2 separate regions of the Triticum aestivum genome follow, and region 1 is linked to region 2. The links are chromatin contacts, called in public Hi-C maps. All regions are on one chromosome and are shown on one strand. The core of a region is the stretch at or near the end of the contact, and the rest is flanking DNA. Distances in the headings are between cores, read along the strand shown.

Region 1 (6,470 bases), core at 1,778-4,277, 170 kb after region 2:
GTGTAACTCAAGTCCAATGTACATGGAGGTTTGACGCATAGCCGAATTCAGGGTGGTGGAGAATATACGTCATGGTAGAGTTTGTTGGAGTTGTGTCGAATATTGTGTACAAGGTAGGTTACAGTTGTAGTATGTCTAAATAAAATAATAATTGAGTGCTATTAGGACACTTATATCCAAGGCCTCAAATATAATGCGTGGTAGACACGCGATGTAACATATACCGGCATAATAGCGCAGACACACAAGTGAAGCCGACGTCGTGTGCCAATGCCCGAGTGGCCGGTATCGCGACGGTGTCTCGGGAAGGAGCGTATGTAGTTAGGCTTTGAGAATGTGGCCATGTTATGTTAATGAACCTCGTTAATAAATTTCAGTGTTGTGCTTGTGTGCTTGGTTGATTCTCGAACGACGGACGACCCTGCCTCGAATCAATTCTAACAATACCCCTCAAATTTACAAAATGCATTACGCACCTATAACGAATGTTATACAAGAGCAGACAACCTATGTACAAACAACACTTTAAATGTTAACGTAGATCGGCGGCTGAAAATCTAAGTGCCCCATTCCTGCGTGCAAAAGGGGACAAAGTTGCGGTAATGTTACCTACGTTCGCTCGCTGGAGAGGGGTGGCAGCGAACCATGTGTGACGCCAATTTTAGTTTCAAGAAGAGATAAAACGATCATAGTTTTTAAATAAAAATTGTCTTCTCAAGAAGAAACTGATATGTCCTCTGAAGAGAATGCCATCCCTCATCACTTTATCAAAATTAAAATCGTCATCTAATCGTTCGATGTACTACCTTCACAAACGAACATTCTAAAGTTACGAGGATCCTAAGATTATGGGTCCAGCCTTGTTGAGCGGCAAAATTGACAAAATTGACCTCAGAGCAAAAATATTTCATAAATTAACTGTTTTTAAAAATATTTCACACCACTGATTATTTTGTGCAGCGTCCGACAGCAAGACGTTGCACTCTGCTGTGCAGCTCTTTAAAGATGAGCTGGATGAAATATTTTAGAACACAGTTTAGTTTGTGAAATAGTTTCGTTTTGAGAATAAATTTGTGCCCTTTGCCACGTGAAGTGGCACGTTTCCAATGAGTCGCATCAGCCGGCCAGCCGTGTCGGAAACCAGGAGCAAAGTCACTTGGGTTCTAACGCGTGGCGCGGCGACACGTAATCACGGGTCCACATTGCCGGACGCGGACGGCAACTGCGTTCACCTCACCGCCGCACCCTAAGCCAGCTACGCCTCGCTCCACAGACCGCAAACGAAGCTCTAGAACCTGCAAAGATTCCCCTGCCTCACGCCACAATCATGTACGCGGCCCTACCACGGTACACCACTCACCAATCATTTTGGCCCATACTAGTACCACCACAAAGTATTGCATCATAATATAGCCATTTTGGTAGCACACACACTCGTGTTTGTTGTCCTCGTTTCATTTTTTTTCCTTTCAAATTTCTATTTTTCTAATAACAGAAGAGATTTCCTCGCTGGGGTGTGAGCCTCCAGCGTCGTGTGCTGTGCAAATCATCCATCATTGAGCCTTCCACGCATCCTTTTGCTGGCAAAGGGCATATGCTCTGGCCTCTGTGTGTGACCAACTGACCATAACGCACGATGAGTAGTACTACTACCACGAGTAAATAATTTTTCGAATTTGGACAGGGTCACACCACCACCACCACCATTCGTGTTGCTGTATCCAATTCTACCTTCGGCACCGAAAGCCGAGTAAATTGCATAGAAGTACCACACTTGGGGCATTGGAAGCAGATTGGTACCAAGATTGATAATTTTTACGTGTCAGTACCAACTTTGGGGCGAGGTGTTGTAAAAGAAGCTAAAACAGCTGTTTATACGTATTGACACGGAAACTGACCGGTTGGGCCCGCCTGTCGGGTGCTGACATGGCATGTTTTTTGCAAAAAAACTCCCTGGAATCTCCTCTCTCTCCCCCGAACGCTCTCCCCCTCCTCTGTCTCGATCTCTCACACACACCCGACGCCACGTCAGCAGTTGACGCTGGCGACCAAAGGCACGGCGGTGGCACGCCGGAGTTGCTCGGGATGGCGCTAACAAGCACCGTTTCGCGCGTGGTTTGCGGCTATGGCGAGCTGGCGGTGCGGCGCATCTAAAGGAGGTAGCGGGGGGTGCCGGGGTGCAGTGTCGCGGCGGCGGCGATGGGCGGAGCAGCGGCCGGAGTTCGGCCGGGTGCGGGGATGCGGCTGCAGCGCTCGAGAGAGCGAGTTGGGGTGCGGGTTGGGTTCCTGGCGAGGTCTGGAGCACGTCTACGTGCCTAGGAGCGACGAACACGGCCTCTGGCCATGGCGGCGAGGAGCTCAGGCGGCGGCGCGAATCGGTCGCCGGCGGAACGGTGGCCATGGCGAGAAAAGGAGCACGGGAGCAAGGGGAGAGGAGGCAGGGGCTCACGGCGAGTCGGTGGGAGCAGACGGCGAGCTCGGGGGAGGTCGGACGGCGTCGAATCGTCGGCGGTTGTCGTCGGATCCCGCGGAAGAAGCCGAAGGCGAGGACGACGGCACGGGGCTCCCGGCGTCACGTGGCTTGGCGATGAGGAAGAGGGCGTCGCGGCTGAGCCGTTGGATGGTATGGAGAGGGGTAGGTTGGACGGTGGCCACGGTGATCGTCGGCGGTGGCGACGGCCGCGTTCGGGTGTGTGAGAGAGATCGAGACAGAGGAGGGGGAGAGCGTTCGGGGGAGAGAGAGGAGATTTCAGGGAGTTTTTTGCAAAAAAACATGCCATGTCAGCACCCGACAGGCGGGCCCAACCGGTCAGTTTCCGTGTCAATACGTATAAACAGCTATTTTAGCCTCTTTTGCAACGCCTCGTCCCAAAGTTGATACTGACACGTAAAAATTACCAATCTTGATACCAATCTGCTTTCAATGCCTCAATTGTGGTACTTCTATGCAATTTACTCCCGAAAGCCTCGCCCGGTTCCCAGTTGCCAGCCCGCAAAAGTCCGCCCGCGCCGGAAGGATGGCGAAGCAAGGAGGCAAACGAGGATTTGCGGCATGTTGCTGCGCTCGCCCCGCCTCCCCCACGCGTCCCTCCACGCCACGCACTCGCGCTCCCCGCCCGCCTCCTCCTCCTCCTATTTAGGCGCTCCCCTCCTCCCCGCTCCATTCTTCCGCACCAACTCGAATCTCCCACTCCCAACCGCCCGGCGGACCTTCCCGAGCCTTCGCCACGCAATGGCAATGCAGCCTCCCGCCTCCGGGGACGACGCGCGCGAGGCGGACGCGCTCCTCCCGCGGAGCGACTCCGCCGGCCGCCGCCGCTCGTCGCCCGTGCAGTCCGCGTCCCCGAGGCCCCCGGGCTCGGCCGGCCCCAGGAGGCAGTCGTCCTTCCGCGACGACGTCGGCCATGCCGCCTCCGAGACCTACCTCGTCACGCGCCTCACCTTCACCCTGCTCCAGTACCTCGGGTAATCACCGAAATTCCTCGCTGGCTACTCCACTGTCTCCAACGCCATGAGGTGCTCCAACTCGAGGGCGATCGCTATGATGCAACACGCACGGTAGTGGTGATGGTTTTGATGCTCCTGTAGCGACCCAAAATTTCAGTTCTACTTGGAAACTTCCTTATGTCCGGAGGTCGTTCAGATGGCTGAGTTGCAAGGCAGCTTCATATCAATCCCTATGGAGAAGCCAACTCCACAAGGTTGTTTGATCACGTAATTGCGTGAGGGACACGGACTAGAATTAAGCTTCGGGGACCACATAACTGTTTCCCTGTCGTGCGGGCTTTGTCTTTGCATAACAAACCATTTGTTCAGAAACAAATTAAAAAACTTTGTATCCATCTTGATTTGGTGATCTTGGTCCTTTTTTTCCTTGTAAAAGACGGAACAAGAGGGGCGATCGCTTTTATCTGCCTTAAAATCGTGTTTGGCATCTTTGCTACAACAGTACAGCTATTTCCGCCATAATCGTTTACAAGAGATACATCGAGGGCAAGTTGCTCTGCTGAAACATAAATAAGCCTGTCATGTATTCACTAGAGTAGTTGGTTGTGCGCATCCTAGTCGCGCAAAGGCAGGTTGTGTGCTCATTGTGTTTGTATCCCCTTGATGCTGCTGCGGGGAATATGTTTAGGCATTGTATTTTGCAGTATGGCATGGGGAGGCCATACAAATTCTCACACTCACTGTAGTTCAAAACTCCCTTTGTAGTTTAAGATTCACTGATAATCTTCACCCTTTTTGTCAGAATGCATCGATGAATAAAATCACTGTTGATTTTTTTTTCTATTCCCGTTCTAATTTTAGTATTATTCAGGTTAGGTTACCGCTGGATGAGGCAGCTTGTTGCCCTCGCAGTCTATGCTATTCTACTTATGCCAGGTTTTTTGCAAGGTATATTGCAAACAGGTTACCATTTCAGGGATTGCAGTATCAGTTTTTATTATGCACATCAAAGAGCATGTGGATGGATATTCTTTGTTATTTCTGATGTTCATGTGGTCTTCTGCTTCTTGAATGGACCCCTGGATTATTGGCTCATTTAATAATAATATCGTATCATCGATATCCTATGGCATTCTGAAAACAGGCTTTCTCTATTGCAGTTGGATATTACTATTTCTTTTCAAGCCAGGTTCATAGAAGTATAGTTTACGGAGAACAACCGAGAAACAGGTAACATCAACCATCCCCACCCCAATGCCCCAGAAGCCCTTCCTATGGTTTTTTCAGTTTTATGACAATTGCATTGTACAGGTTGGATTTGTATATACCCAAAGATAATAGAAGACCCTGTCCTGTGGTGGCCTTTGTAACTGGTGGGGCCTGGATTATTGGGTGAGTGTTGATGTTTTTGCAACTACACATTACGTTAATCCTTTGCGGCGACTTCATTTGTTGACCACATTGCTCGGAATTTTCAGTTACAAGGCATGGGGTGCCCTTCTTGGCAGGCGGTTGGCTGAGAGAGGAATCATAGTTGCTTGCATTGATTACAGGTGCTGCTTGATTTTCATTGAAATCACTCCATTTTATTTTATTAATAAAATAATATGAAGTAATTGTTTCACTTTTTATTTGCTTGACACACTGTTCACACATTTATTTTCAGAAATTTTCCGCAAGGAAGAATAGGTGACATGGTTAGCGATGCTTCTCAGGGGATCTCATTTGTGTGTAACAACATTGCTAGTTATGGAGGTGATCCTAATAAGTAAGATAGCCATTTTTTGTGTACAAAAGTGACTATTGAAGGGTCACAAAGAGCAGTTTTTCCCCCTTAGCCTAAGTTTACGTGCCAATTCATGGCATTTTCTTCAGAAGATGCACGATTTGGTTAACCTGCGATTGTCAACTAGATAGCCACAAATTATTGATGAATAACTCAGGAAACTTGACCTCTTTTTATATGTGTCACTGGACACTTCTTAGAACTTTACTTAAAAGGCCTTGTGCTAGCTTAAGTCTTATAAATATTTTCATGTCATTTTGCATTATGTTGATGGCATATATTTACATCATTCTGTTTACTGATACCTTTCCACCAGAGTAATGTTTTGTTATATATGCACGACAATTCAGTTATCATAACTCTGTATAACCTGTTGGTTTTATGATAAACCTGTAGGATCTACTTGATGGGTCAGTCAGCAGGAGCACATATTTCAGCATGTGCCCTAATGGAGCAAGCAGTAAAAGAGTCTAGCGGGCAGCCCATTTCTTGGAGTGTTACACAAATCAAAGCATACTTTGGTTTATCTGGAGGGTGAGATCTTAGGTTCCTTGCTGGTTAGTCTTTTGTGGCATGACTATTTTTAACCACTAGTGAAACTGAAGATAGTACAAGCATCAGAGCTCCTGTAAGCTGTGATAACATTTTAGGGGTTCTCTAATTCTCCTTAAAACCCATAACCAAAGGTTAGATTTCATATTGTTCACAGAATATTGCGTGATTGCTCTGGAAGATATTGACTTCGGCATATTTGGTCAGATACTGGGTACACATTAGGTTGCCCTTTTGTGTATTCAAAGAGTAATTGTAGTGATCATATTTTGTATGTTCTGGATTTGAACTAATTTGAACGTATCAATATGAGAGCTAGTCTTAAAAAAGGAGAACCGAACCAATTGTTGTCTTTGTATTTGCATGGCTCGTGTTTGTCACCAAGAATGTGTAATTTGTGTTTTAGAAGACCTTATAATTTATCCAACTTCTCCTCTGTGCTAGTAATCACAATGATAGTTTGGTCCAAATTTTTGGAATGATGCCGCTACCAAACTGCTTCTCCTAGTTCCAGTTTGATACACACAATCATTTATGGTTATCTATGATGCATTATACACATTATTATTTATTATCTCAACCTCCTGCAGCCTGATTTCAGTCAACTATCAGTGCACTAAAGTTGCTTCTAATCCACAAAGGGGATACAATCATGTTCAAATGTCATGTGCAGTTTGATATATTT
Region 2 (6,597 bases), core at 2,008-4,507:
TCGGCTTGTTACCATGCAATTTTAATACACATAAACATTTCTATTTTGTGTTTGACTACTGATGGACCGGGGCTTGCTCATTTGGTCTGTTAGCCATTGCACAAAAAGGCAACAAAGAGTACTTTCAGGGGTTGAGGCTCAGAGAGATGAAAGCATATAACAAAAAAGCCAAGATAACAACCTAATGAGTATGGAGATCATGCCTAAGGTATTGATTCTTTATGCGCAAAGCTGGAATGATAACATGCACTGTGTATGCATAGAAGGCAAAACATGTGCCTACAAGTCTGCCAGGTTCATTTTACCTGTAGAGAGAGGAATTGGTAAAATGGCGCCGTAGAAATCTGGCCACATGTTCAAGTGCCCAGCAAATTACCGGTACCAAAACAACTGCCACAAAGGGTTAACTCGTCATGTGCAGGAAAGCTGAGACGTTTGGGTAGTAACATGAAAAATTTGATCTCAAAGATTAAATACTTCATATGCTTACGCTTCAAGTGTAGTTTAGATGTAACAAACATAAGGCAGTACATGAATGGAATAAAATCCTTTGATGAAGTTACATGGTGGCACCAGGCCTGAACAGCCTGTGTGTTCCCTACTCTGGGTAGCTGATAGGAAGGGTAAATGTTAATTAAGTTGTGCAAGGTATCTGAAGTGGGAGGAAGCATAAAAAAAGTAAATACAACACTCAGTTTCATGTTACTGACCCCATAAAGAGCAAATATGGCATAACCTGTGGTACAGGTTGTGCCAAGAAGTGACAAACGATATCCCTTGAGTTGCAGTTGTCGTGTTGCCAGTGGAATGATGCCGATCAACGCAACAATAAGAACCTATAGAAAAAAGTGTGTATGATAAAGATAATGTGATTATCTAGAGTATTTTGCACACATCAACAAAAAATCTCCCGTTGCTCATCATAATACATGCAAGCTAAAAGAAAGTATACAAGATTACGCATTCCACACACTAACGTAGGTACTATCATAAGTTGGAAAACTGATACTATAAAGTATAAAATGGATAGTTTGAATGTTTGATGCAATTCTAGACAAAAGTATAAAGATCCATTCATACAGTTCAAATTACGCAGGGAGGGCACTAAGATCTTGTTCATACAAAAACCAAGGACCAATTATCCTTGACTAGTTGTGTTTTGGCGAAACAAAACTTAGAACACTGTGTTAATCTGCTCTAACATATGCCTAATTCTGTGATAATCCTGACCGTCCATTCGCTTATGATTTTTTTTTGAAACTAAACTTCCATTAGGCAAATGAAGGGTCAAGATGAAGGTATTTTCATGAACACCAGCGTGCAGGCTTGACTAAAGCAAAATATGCTCGGACTAGTAGTTAGTCTGATTAATCTCACTTACAGAAGTGAGCTGTTGTTTTACACTCCATTCAACTAAGCCTAAAAATAGTTATCCGGTGGAGTACAAGATTGAGATGGATCTGACACTTTTAAGAGATGCACCAACTTAGACAAGACTAAGATATTCAGCAAGGATTGATGTCGACATATAGAAAAATTACATGTGATACAGTAATTGCTGACAAAGTACATCAGTCCATTTACCCAAGCATTAACAGAAAAATGTAATGACCGCTGATCCAACTGAAGCGAAAGTCTGCTTTGTGCTGGTCCAGCAGAATCAGCACCTACAAAATCCACGAAGATCAGATTGACAGATGAAAATGGCTACAACTTACTAGGTGTTCAGTGTAGAGAGATGATACAACACAAGAATATGCTTGTTATCACCTGGATCATGAGGTATTGCATTATCATTAGCAGTTGTAGATTCTCGCTCTGTTGATGCTGGGAACTGAGAAGAGCTGGCTGAGGACATTCCTCTAACAACAAAGTCAGGACCCTATAACCAAACACAGGATAAGAAACAAACCTAAGCTCTTATAAAACCACGTTATGCATATAAAAACAGAAATAGATCCCCAAAAGGAGACAGAAAAAATATATTAAGTCAGTCAACATCACAGCCTTAATAGCAGTAGAATAGTAAAAGGAAGATGTTTTGTGAAATTGCAGCAGATATCAGTGACTTGACTTGGTTGGAACAAAATAAAAAGATACATGGGAAAAACGTCACAGAAGGTCTTCCTTAAAGAAAGAGGCCTATATAGATACAACGATTCAACAATGTAGGTAGTCCTAAAAAAAGCTCTAATGTAGAACTTCAATTATTTTTCCCCGCTCCCTTTTTCGTACCGCAACAATTTAATCTATTCCTTGCCATTTACAACTTTCATGGCCGTATGTACAATGTTCTAACTAGCACACTGGCAGAGGCCATAGAGTCAAATTAGGCAGAGATCGGGATCACTCAAATAGGCAGAAACAAAGCAGAAGCACAAACAGCTAGACCAAGTACACGAACTGATTAGTGGGCATTTGAAAATCGAAATAGAACTAATCAAGCTTGTATGAACCTCAAGGAGTGAAATCCAAAAGGTGGGAACTGTTTGGCAGCCGCGGTTTTGTTCTAGACAAGTTGAAGAGCGAGGTTAGGTCTGAAACAAATCACCGAGGATGCAAGAATGCGGTCAATTACTTGAGGGGAAGAAGGCGGCGAATCTTCGCAGCATTGCTTGGCCACAAGCTGAAAACCGGCGGAAAAGGAAGACATGAGCGCAAGGAGGCGAGAATCTTGAGAGACCCTAACGAATTCCACCGTAAATCAGGCACCGCCTAGTCCTACAGCACTCAGTATCCCCCTCGCATCGCACATGTTCATCGTCTCTTGTCTCTCTCGCCAGTGAGCTGAAACTTTGAGCTCATGGCCAAACAATCTTGGGGGGTCATGTGGCGGGGGCGGCAGCAAGCGGGGCGGCTGTGCGCAATGCGGGGAGCCAAATCGGGTGTGGGGATTAGCGAAGTCAAATGAAGCAGAGCTCCACTACAGAACAGAAGAGAACAGAACACCAAGGGAGATGAGTAGTACTAGTGCTGGTAGAAGCAGAGGCAGCAGCAAAACCTAACCTGCGTAAAATAATCCAGGGCCGCTTGGAACGGAGCCGGTCGCGAATTCCGATACAGTGGAGCCACGGGAAGGGGAGAGAGAGGGAGGGAGGGCGAGGGAGCCAGCCCTCCTCGAATCTAGACTTGGGCAATCTCCGACGCAAAGGCAGCAGCAGCAGCACAGGGACAGAGGAAGAAGACTGACCCCCTGCCTGCCTGCTGTCTCCTTCTCCTCCCCTTCTTTTTTTCTCCTCTGATTTTTCTTTTATTTTCTTTTGCAATGCAGGCCATTGGTTATGTCGTTATGACGAGCGCCCGCTAGCCCACACGGCACGAAAGCGACCAGTGCGGGGGGCCCGCGACCATCGACGGACAGTTCAGGGGCGAGATCGCAACATTGGAGGGTTCCGTGGTGCCAACTGCCAAGATGCCCCTTTTCCTTTCTTTTTCTTTTCTTTTTCTGTGACTGATAAAAGACGTACACCACGAGTAAAAATGGGGGAAATTCGAGTGGGGAGGAGGAGCTAAAGCAAACCGCACCACTGCGCCGCCAGATCTGCGCACCACCCTCGATTTCTCCAATAACATTAGAGCACCTTCGGTCGTTCGGCCCCAGGGACTAGAAATATCGCCGCTTGAGGGTGAACCGGCGGTAATTTCGACGTGAGGGGCCTTGGATTCCCAGCCGAACCCCCCAAGTTCGCCCCCAGCCGCCGATTTCGGTTCAATTTCGGTGCAAAATAGGCTCAAATTCGTCCTAAATTCGGCATGTTTCTTCACAAATTCAACTTAAACTATTTTTTATCACATAGTTTATCACACAAATCAATACAAATCAAATAGTTCAACGAAGCAAACTCATAACTCAAACACACAAAAAACTCATAGTTCATCACAGTCGAACTAGGCGTTGCCCTTGAGCCTCCATAGGTGCCCCACCAGATCGTGTTGCAGTTCTTGATGCATCTGTGGATCTCGGATCTCCTGGCGCATATTGAGAAAGGCAGCCCATGATGTCGGAGCTGGTGATTAACTTGGGCAAAAGGACCCTGCCTGTAGTATGGTTCAGTGTCGAACACTCGCTCTTCCTACTCGCTCTCAATGATCATGTTGTGCAAGATGACACAACAAGTCATGACTTTCCACATTTGATCTTTCGACTAGGTCAGGAAATCGAGATTGGAGCCCACCAAATGCCCGCTCCACATCCTTCTTGCAAGCCTCCTAACACTTGGCAAAGTAGGAGTTCTTGCCTACTCGCACAGGGTTTGAGATAGTATTCACAAATGTGGACCATCTCGGATAGATGTCATCTACTAGGTAGTATCCCGTGTTGTAGTGGCGTCCATTGACCTTGAAGTTCACCGGAGGAGCATGACCTTCAACAAGCTTGGCAAAGACATTCGAGCACTACAGTACGTTGATATCATTGTGAGTTCCTGGCATGCCAAAGAAGGAGTGCCAAATCCAGAGGTCATGTGTGGCCACTGCCTCAAGTACCACACTACAAGCTCTTTTGGCGCCTTTGTACATCCCCTGCCAAGCAAATGGACAGTTTTCCATGCCCAATGCATGCAGTCGATGCTTCCAAGCATCCCAGAAAATCCTTGTTGGAAAACGTAGCATGCAATTTCAAAAAATTTCTACGCTCACGCAAGATCTATCTAGGAGATGCATAGCAACAAGAGGGCGGGGGAGTGTGTCCACGTACCCTCGTAGACCGAAAGAGGAAGCGTTTGACAATGCGGTTGATGTAGTCGAACTTCTTCTCGTTCTGACCGATCAAGCACCGAACGTACGACACCTCCGAGTTCTGCACACGTTCAGCTCGATGACGTCCCTCAAACTCTTGATCCAGCAAAGTGTCGAGGGAGAGTTCCGTCAACATGACGGCGTGGTGACGGTGATGGTGAAGTGATCCACGCAAGGCTTCGCCTAAGCACTACGTGAATATGACCGGAGGCGTAAACTGTGGAGGGGGCGCCGCACACGGCTAACAGATGTTGTTGTGTGTTCTAGCGGTGCCCCCCTCATATATATAGGTTGGAGGGGAGGGGAGGCAGCCAAGGGGGCGCCCCAAGTAAGAGGAATCCTACTTGGGCGCCTGCCAATTCGGCCCCCTTCCATATTCATCCGGAGGGGGAAGGAAGGAGGAGGGAGGAGAGAAGGAAGGGGGAGGCCGAATCCCTCCCCTTCCTTTCTCTCTTCTCCTCTTTCCTTCCCCCCCTACTTTGGCCTACATGGGGTGCACCAGCCCCCTAGGGATCGGTCTGTCCCCTTATTGGCCCATTAGGCCCATGTAGATGCCGGGGGGATGCCCGGAACCCCTTCCGGTGACCCGATATGTACCCGGTACCCCCAGAACACTTCCGGTGTCCGAATATCATCGTCCTATATATGAATCTTCACCTCTCGACCATTTCGAGACTCCTCGTCATGTTCGTGATCTCATCCGGGACTACGTACAATATTCGGTCACCAAATCACATAACTCATATAATACAAAATTGTCATCGAACGTTAAGCGTGCGGACCCTACGGGTTCGAGAACTATGTAGACATGACCAAGACACCTCTCCGGTCAATAACCAACAACGGAACCTGGATGCACAGATTGGTTCCCACATATTCTACAAAGATCTTTATCGGTCGTACCATAATGACAACATACGTTATTCCCTTTGTCACCGGTATGTTACTTGCCCGAGCTTCGATCATCGGTATCTTCATACCTAGTTCAATCTCGTTATCGGCAAGTCTCTTTACTCGTTCCGTAATACATCATCCTGCAACTAACTCATTAGTCACATTGCTTGCAAGGTTTATCATGATGTGTATTACCGAGAGGGCCCAGAGATACCTCTCCGATACTCGGAGTGACAAATCCTAATCTCGATCTATGCCAACCCAACAAACACCTTCGGAGATACCTGTAGAGCATCTTTATAGTCACCCAGTTATGTTGTGACGTTTGATAGCACATAAGGTATTCCTTCGGTATCAGGGAGTTGCATAATCTCATAGTCGAAGGAATATGTATATGACATGAAGAAAGCAATAGCAATAAAACTTAACGATCATTATGCTAAGCTAATGGATGGGTCTTCTCCATCACATCATTCCCCTAATGATGTGATCCCGTCCATCAAATGAAAACTCATGTCTATGGTTAGGAAACTTAACCATCTTTGATCAACGAGCTAGTCTAGTAGAGGCCCACTAAGGACACTGTGTTTTGTCTATGTATCCACACATGTATCAAGTTTCCAGTTAATACAATTCCAGCATGAATAATAAACATTTATCATGATATAAGGAAATATAAATAACAACTTTATTATTGCCTCTAGGGCATATTTCCTTCAGTCTCCCACTTGCACTAGAGTCAATAATATAGTTCACATCGCCATGTGATTTAACACCAATAGATCACATCGTCATGTGATTAACACCCATAGTTCACATCGCCATGTGACCAATACCCAAAGGGTTTACTAGAGTCAATAATCTATTTCACATCACCATGTGATTAACACCCAAAGAGTACTAAGGTGTGATCATGTTTTGCTTGTGAGAGAAGTTTAGTCAACGGGTATGCCACATCCAGATCCG

The links. Hi-C and Micro-C count contacts between places; a contact is called where the count stands out from the background.
Region 1: a contact with region 2 is called in a Hi-C map of leaf, with 9 times the contacts expected there. The contact joins the promoter of LOC123078649 here to the promoter of LOC123078646 in region 2. A contact is called at or near these places in 4 of 5 Hi-C or Micro-C datasets (leaf and root) and 1 of 1 datasets of contacts at active chromatin or transcription factors (leaf).

What each region holds. Positions count from the first base shown.
Region 1 is chr3D:321,383,529-321,389,998 of IWGSC CS RefSeq v2.1, forward strand. LOC123078649 (probable isoprenylcysteine alpha-carbonyl methylesterase ICMEL2) reads left to right here and starts at 3,028. Exons shown (of 12, transcript XM_044501231.1): 1 at 3,028-3,465; 2 at 4,319-4,395; 3 at 4,608-4,677; 4 at 4,759-4,839; 5 at 4,926-5,000; 6 at 5,114-5,215; 7 at 5,630-5,767. The coding sequence starts at 3,053.
Region 2 is chr3D:321,214,861-321,221,457 of IWGSC CS RefSeq v2.1, forward strand. LOC123078646 reads right to left here and starts at 3,258. Exons shown (of 9, transcript XM_044501228.1): 1 at 3,007-3,258; 2 at 1,771-1,882; 3 at 1,585-1,667; 4 at 711-836; 5 at 491-611; 6 at 306-390. The coding sequence starts at 1,858.